Regions from separate parts of the Sus scrofa genome. Here region 2 is linked to region 1. A link is a contact called in public Hi-C data. All regions are on one chromosome and are shown on one strand. The core of a region is the stretch at or near the end of the contact, and the rest is flanking DNA. Distances in the headings are between cores, read along the strand shown.

Evidence for each region. A called contact is a pair of places that touch in the nucleus more often than the background predicts.
Region 2: a contact with region 1 is called in a Hi-C map of heart right ventricle, with 2.8 times the contacts expected there. The contact joins the promoter of NECAP1 here to the enhancer-like site in region 1. A contact is called at or near these places in 3 of 47 Hi-C or Micro-C datasets (embryonic fibroblasts, heart right ventricle and skeletal muscle) and 1 of 2 datasets of contacts at active chromatin or transcription factors (skeletal muscle).

Annotation. Positions count from the first base shown.
Region 1 is chr5:62,556,367-62,560,357 of Sscrofa11.1, reverse strand. It overlaps M6PR (cation-dependent mannose-6-phosphate receptor), which reads right to left. Exons shown (of 7, transcript XM_021092380.1): 7 at 2,684-3,991. It overlaps PHC1 (polyhomeotic homolog 1), which reads left to right. Exons shown (of 16, transcript NM_001258381.1): 15 at 303-534; 16 at 1,606-2,584. The coding sequence ends at 1,760. Among named protein-coding and RNA genes, the nearest start is that of M6PR, 21 kb to the right of the region's middle. Within about 2 kb of position 2,372, at least 3 of the 83 cell types and tissues checked have an H3K27ac peak or open chromatin away from gene starts, as enhancers often do.
Region 2 is chr5:63,119,919-63,123,632 of Sscrofa11.1, reverse strand. NECAP1 (adaptin ear-binding coat-associated protein 1) reads right to left here and starts at 1,353. Exons shown (of 8, transcript XM_021092395.1): 1 at 1,181-1,353. The coding sequence starts at 1,275. LOC110260746 (a long non-coding RNA gene) reads right to left here and starts at 1,174. Exons shown (of 2, transcript XR_002344116.1): 1 at 1-1,174.

The sequences.
Region 1 (3,991 bases), core at 1,123-3,622:
TGTCTTCCCCCCCCATTACTGGCTCACGTGCCCACTAACCCGTACGTGGCTTGAGTGGGGAGAACTAGACGGGTTGTTGGGAGAAGGGGAGAAGCGAGAGCAGGCCACACATCATACTGGAAAGGCACTGGGGAGCAGAGCGGTGACTTGGGGCTTTGTACGTGAAGGGCAGGTTGTTTCAGCTCGTGCTGAGGTTCATTTTCCCTCCATGCTCAGTATCACCCCCAGCCAGGGTGGTTGGGGAGAGGAGCGGGAGACCTCTGCCACTCGTGACCTCACTGTTCTGCGTTTTTATGCTGCAGGGTCAGGAGGACTCTAGCCGGGGCTCAGATAACTCCAGTTACGATGAAGCACTCTCTCCAACATCTCCTGGGCCTTTGTCTGTGAGAGCAGGGCATGGAGAACGTGACCTGGGGAACCCCAATACAGCCCCGCCCATACCGGAATTACACGGCATCAACCCTGTGTTCCTGTCCAGCAATCCCAGCCGCTGGAGCGTAGAGGAGGTGTACGAGTTTATTGCTTCTCTACAAGGTATCGTGGGCCTGTCCGACAGAACCCAGGTCACTCTCCGAGCTTCATTTCCCTGCAGTTTTCTTCTTCATTTCCCTGCAGTTTTCCTCCCCCAGGGGCCTTCGTAACAGGCTTAAGCAGGGAGTAACAAAGGCTCTGCTCTTGTATTTGTTTAAGTCACTTGCCCAACAGCTTGGTTTCCCAATTTTACTTGGTTGACTGTCCTCTGCTGTGTCAGCAGTTTTGCCACATTTGATTTTAATTTCTTACCACTGATTTTTATCTATTTATTTACTAATTTTGGGTCTTTTTGTATTTTTAGGGTCACACTGCGGCATATGGAGGTTCCCAGGCTACGGGTGCATTTGGAGCTGTAGCTGCCAGCCCAACGACAACCACAGCAACTCAGGATCCGAGCCACGTCTGTGACTGACACCACAGCTCATGGCAACACTGGATCCTTAACCCACTGAGCAAGGCCAGGGATTGAACCCACGTCCTCATGGATACTAGTCGGGTTTGTTAACCACTGAGCCACGATGGGAACCCTTTACCACTGACTTTTAAATAAAGCATGCTTTTTTTTTTATGTGTGGTTAATTGCGATACCCACCACAGCTAACTAAGACTTTTTTCGGTGGAGAAGGGGATTAGGAAATAACGGCCCTGTGTTCTTTCGGGTGAGATTATTTACAGGCTGTTCTTGAAAAGCGGATTGGTTTTATCCTTCTTGCTATTTTCTCTGTATTTTGGGCCTTTAAAAATGTCATGAAGGCTCTTTAATTTTCTTGCCAGTGTCAAAGAAAACATATTTTGCTCCCTCCCTTCTCAGATTATATAAATGAAGTTATCTGATTGAACACCTTAAGTTCCCAGGCTAGGGACTGAACCGATGCCACAGCAGTGACAACACTGGTCCTTAACCTGCTGAGCCACCAGGAAGCTCTAGCTTGGCCCTTTGTTTTTATAAATAGTCTGTTGCTCTCTGATTTCATTTGCTTCCAAAGTTTGCCATCTCAGGCCACTGTGTTACTGAATTTACTTTGTGCTACCATGTAGTTTCTCATATATATTCCCATCATTTCCTTCTAGGCTGTCAAGAGATTGCAGAGGAATTTCGTTCCCAGGAGATTGATGGACAGGCCCTTTTATTACTTAAAGAGGAACATCTTATGAGTGCCATGAACATCAAGCTAGGCCCTGCCCTCAAGATCTGCGCCAAGATAAATGTCCTCAAGGAGACCTAAGGTGGCCCTCTTGGCACAAACCAGCCTAAGGCAGACACTCCCCACTGTCCAGGTTATAACCTGGGGCCAGCAGAGACTTCACGGGAAGACAGAGCTGTTCCAATTCCATCTTCTGTAGAGGGGATTACTGAGACAGGGAAGAGAAGTGCAAGAATTGGTTGCTGGTGCTATGTGGAGGCAGCTTTGCCATTTCTCTGGGTTCGACTTTATTTTTTAAATCTTTATGATTCTCACCTACCCTAATCCAGTCTTTATAAAAGAGGCGGTCTAGAGAGCATGGACTGCTCAGCCTTATCCCAGAGCGGAGTGTCTAGCCAGGGTCTTAGCTCTCCAGGAGGAGCGATGTACAGTGCGGTTAAGGCGAGGAGGTGGGTGGAATGTAGGCGTGCCTCAGCAGCAGGGGAGGGAGGGTTTTCTAGCTTGTGTGACACAAGTAGCAAAATCTGGTACTCTCCCGGCCCCCTGGATTGTCTGACTGTAGCTGTGGCCCAGAATGGTGTCGTCACTCCTGTAGTATTGAACATTTTCTCCTGCGTCCGTGGCAGGGCCACCAGCCTGCCAGTGTAGAGTCTGGGTTGGCAGCATTCTGATTCGCTGCAGGGACTAAAAGTGTTTGGCACACATGTGGCTGTTGTCATTCTTTCTGCACCCCCTGCTCCTGTCCAGTTTATCTACCCTCCCTTCCTTTCCCCGTCCCAACTCTGCTCTGTCCTATAGCTTTATAAAGCAGGGGCACGTGGCACTGAGGTCAGGAGCAGAAGTACACCTGCCTTAGGAGCCATTCCTTATACAACAAAAATATTAAATATTTTTTTTCCTCCTCAGTAAAAGGATGGAAATTGGTCTCAGTGTCTCTTACTCCATCATTCCAGGGTATTTACCATCTTTCACACAAATGACTAGACCAGCTTTTTTTTTTTTAAAATCTTTTATGTGTTTTTGTACAAAAAAGTGTATTTTTTTCCTGCATTTTTAAAACACCAGGGTATGGGGAGGGATGCAAACAAATAATAACAACAAAAAAAAAAAGCTTTCATAACATTATTTTCCCTGTTTAAAAGAAAAAAAAATTCCAATATTATTTAAAAGTCCAAAGATGAAATAATTTCATGTTCTTCTCTAAAGGCTAAAAAAGGCCCCTGCCTATTGATTCTATCCTCTTGTGTCCAGTGGAGCCACAGTACTCTCCAGTGGCCCAGGCCAACCGTTCCAGAAAGATCAGGCCAGGTTTCTGGGTACATGGCCTAAAGAGAAAGGTGGAAGCATCAGAGGATTAAGAACCTCCCCCCACAGAAACTGTGGGCAAGAAGACACTTCCCTGAGCTGAAAGGAGGGACAGGTGCGGTGGCATCCTGCACCCAGAGCAGAAGATGGCAGAGCCCTAGATGTCCCACTTCTGCTTCCATTCCCTTTCCAGAAGATTTTGGGGGGTTGGAAGTCAAAATGGCATGCCTGTGAAAGAAAGTGCAACATGTTTAGAAATACTGGTAAAGGGAAACATCTTAGGAGTGAGAAAAGCTTTGCCAGCTTTTACTGCAAGTGGGAAAAGAAAGCCATTAAGGAGATCCCACTGCAAGGTAAACAGACTTCCCTTTTCTGGACCTCTGGTAGCACAGGAGGTCAATTTCAATTTCCCTTTCCAACGGACTGGACTTCTGGATTAGGCATTTTGGCTCCAAATGGACCAATCTCTTAAGACTACAATTTAGGGCCAGTTCCAGCTATAGTCACTCCTATGCCAGCAAGTGACGGATGGTACCTTGTAATCCTCTAATTGGGAAATTTCACACTTCCCCATCCTGATCCCAGAGGTGGGAGAATTAGGTCTATGTTATCTCCAGGCTCAGACCAAATGGCAGTACTTGGACAGCAACCAAGCAATCACTGCAAAGTAATTCCAAGCAGCAAGAAATTACATCCAGATTCTCATGGAGACTACTGTAGGGTACAGAGTAACAGCATGAAAGCAACCAACCTTGTATAAATAATGTTTGCTTTTTTTTTTTTTTTTAATTAAAGAAATCCAGTGTCTCAAAAACTTGTGAAAATGTGTTTAAAAAAGAAAGGGTCAGGGAGCCTGCCACACCCTTTTGCTTGGAAGAACTCCTGTTTGTACTTTCTGATACTAAGAGACAGTGCAACCGCCTCTGTCACTGGCCCTATTATCTTTGTCCTGTAAGGGTACCTTGAGGGAAAACAAAATAGGGAACAAAGGAAAGGCATTTCTACTA
Region 2 (3,714 bases), core at 104-2,603, 560 kb before region 1:
CAAAGCTTCTCACCATGAATGAACCTCTGATAAGGAGGCAAAATAACGGACATAGGGAGAGGATAACTTTTGGGCCAAGGTAATAATAAATGCCAAGAGGAACATCATGATGGCAATATGAGTCAGAAATCAAAACAGTATCTTATATACTGCCTTATTGTTTCCTAAATTCTTTTTAGGAAATTCATTTTCAATTCTTTTTCACATTTACTATACGACTTCATTTAACCCTCCAAAAACTTCTGCAAGGTATGTACCTAAAGCAGGTTTATTTATCAACTTTTTTTTTTTTTTTCTATTTTACAGATGAGAAAACCGAGGTTTGGAGAGGTTAAGAGATTTGTCTCAAATCACAGAGCTGTTAAGTTGCCAGGGCTCATACTCACATTTTTTTAACATGTAACCCAATAAATGACATGTTAACTCTTTGGACTACATGACTTGGTGACTTCCTACAGCCTCCTGAGCCCTCCGTCATTGGATTATAAGGGTTGGTTAGTTAGCCCTACAGAGAAAATGCTGCGTTAACTCTGGAGGCAAAAGCTTTAACAGAAATTAAGAGGGAAGGAACACAGAAAACACTATAGCAAATATACTTAAAAAGAAACAGACTGGACGACATTGGAAAACTTATGATCATAACCGTTGTCTACCGACAAAAAGAGCTGAAGGGAAAAACCATACGGTGGATGATGATATTTGGTAATAAGACTGAACAGCACAAAAGATAAATTAGCTCATCCAGAAAGCGGCCAACAACACAAAGAGTACCCACAAATGCGCACGAGGTACTGGAAATGGGGTAGAGAAGGGGAGACGAGGGTGACAAGCTGAAGGACGCAGGGAAAAGCGAAGGAAAGGTGATTGTAGATAGAGCAGGTAGGTTATCCATACCCACTGGATGTGGATAACCGGGAACAGATGGGTAGTCCAGAGGGTTCGAAGAGGAGGAGGGGTGAGAGAATGCAGGATGGTAATTTTTTTTAAGCAGCGGAAACAAGGATGATGGAAGTTCTGAGTTGGGGAAGAGCAAGAAGACAGGACGGTAACATCCCAGGTGAGGAGGCTAGCAAGGTGATAACCCAGAGGAGGAAGTGGGAGGGACAGGCAGCGTGCCACCTGAAGAGCAAACTACCATCCCGACCGGGTACGCCTGTGCTGCAGCGCCTCGGGTTAGTACCTGTAACCGCGGTTGGAGGCCCGGGGCGGAATCCGGTAGACGCTGACGTCGGGCTTCACACACAGGACCGACTCATACTCCAACTCGGCCGCCATCTTGGCTCTGCGCTCCGCGCCGCTGGGGGCGGGGCGTCAGCACGGGGGCGGTACGTAGAGGCGGGGAATGGCCTTACGCAACAACTTCCGCTTTTGCTACTTCCGCTCGCGTTTCGACAGGTCTCTGAGATTAACCTCCGGTGGGCGGTTTGGGGAAGCCATGTTGAAACCTGGAAACAGTGAGGTTGCGCGACGCACCATCTTGGGTAATGGCAAGGATGCCTTCCTTGTGCGTGATTCACGTTAGGGAAATCTCCATCCCCGAGAAGCGATGAGGGAAAGCGCCATCTTGCTCCCAGTGGTTGACATCGGTTCTGTCAGAGGACGACCATCTTAAAAGTCTGGCGATTTTTTTTCTTTCCAGAGTCACTTCTCAACCGTGGTTTCTAAGCAGAAAAGGGCTCTCCTCCAGTGGATTTTAATCTTCCAAATCCAAAGTTCAAAAATGCACAGCCGGATCCGTTGCCTTATAATAGCACTTTTTTATCTGGGAGTTTCCAGACAGGTACCTGTTGAAATAGTCGGCCACACTTTCAGTGTGTATTATGGTTATCTTTTTGTAAATGTTGCACATGTTAAACTGTAAATGGGATCAGCTCGATTCCTGACCATTTCGGAAAACATCATGAACTATTTAATAGCCGCTGTTTGCTCCCAGTTCTATTATCATGATAAATCCTACTAACAGTTTCTATAAACATGTGCCTTGTACATTCTAAATATAAACTTGCCACAACACTGTCACTTAAATGATTTAATTAGCACAGATAGCAAAAGGAAAGCTGAGATGCGAACTTAAGTCTATCTTAACTACAACAGCTGTGGTCTGCATTGCATTATGTTGACTGAATGAAAAACCTATCCCTAATTTGTCTACCCTATGTAGCAAAGTAATATTTTAAAATTTTAAAAAAATAATAAGGAGTTTCCTGTCATGGCTCAATGGTTAACGACTCCAACTAGGAACCATGAGGTTGTGGGTTCGATCCCTGTCCTTGCTCAGTGGGTTAAGGATCCTGCGTTGCCATGAGCTATGGTGTAGGTCAGGTATGGTGTAGGTCACAGGCGCGGCTGGGATCCTGCTTTGTTGTGGCTCTGGCGTAGGCCAGTGGCTGCAGCTCCAATTACACCCCGAGCCTGGGAACCTCCATGTACTACGAGAGCGGCTCTAGAAAAGGCAAAAAGACAAAAATAAAAATAATAAATAAAAATACATTAAAATAAAGAGAATAATATCTAGCGTTTGTAAGGGTATGAGGAATCGGATACTCGCCTACACTGTTGGCAGGAATGTAAATTGGTACATTTCTAAAGGAAAATGTAGCAGAATTAAAATATTGTACATAACCTTGAGTTTAGCAGATCCACTACTAACTATTTTATGGAAATTTGCATGTGTGCAAAAAAAGGTACAATAATGATTATTACAGCATTGTTCATTAATAGTGAAACATGGAAACAGCATGAATGTCTAGGAACAGAAAATGGTTAATGGCATATCTGTAAGCTTTGAGATATATATAGTAAATAAGTAAAAAATAGATAAATATTAAGGCTATTTTTAAAAATCCAAGATTTTTTTTAAAAAAGAAAACGTCCACTTAAAATTTCAGTAATCCTTAACTAGTTAAGATTTCCTGAATTGTTCATGTTCTATGAATTTTTTATATATTGGCATGCTTTAAACGTTATACCTTAAAAGTTCTCTGCCAGCCTGTCAATTTAGCAAACTAATATGGCCATATATCAGTTCAAACAATACCTCCTCTTGTTACTTTGCCAGGTCATTTATACGAACTTTCTCTAGTACTTCCACTTGCTTCCGTTACACCTCTCTGTTATACCTAATGTGCTATTATTCTTCACATATCTCCTACCAAACCATAAGTTCCATAAAGGCAAGAACTTTGCTTTTTCAGCGCCCAGCACAATACCCTTCACATAGTAGGTGATAATAATTGTCGAATAATGTGAGATTTCTATTCAGTCTAATCATTTAACATATTAACTTGGCCATTTCCCCAAATCTTCCAATTTCAGGACCCTACATATAGTTTGAAAAAAAAATTCAAAAAGTATAAAAGAGTATAAAATGAAAATTGAAAGTCTTCATCTTTATATGGTCAACAACTTTATGCCAATAAATTTAATAAATGAAACGGTCACTGATGTACACAATTTACCAAAAATAATTCAAGAAGGGATAAAAATTGAACAGCCATGTACCTATTAAAGAAAATTGAAGTTATGGAGGTGCAACAGAAACAAATCAGTCTAGGATCCATGAGAAGGTAGGTTTGATCCCTAGCCTCACTCGGTGGGTTAAGGATCCAGCGTTGCTGTGGCTGTGGCGTAGGCCAGTGGCTACAGCTCTAGTTTGACCCCTAGCTTGGGAACCTCCATATGCCATGGGTGCGGCCCTAAAAAAAAAAATAGAAA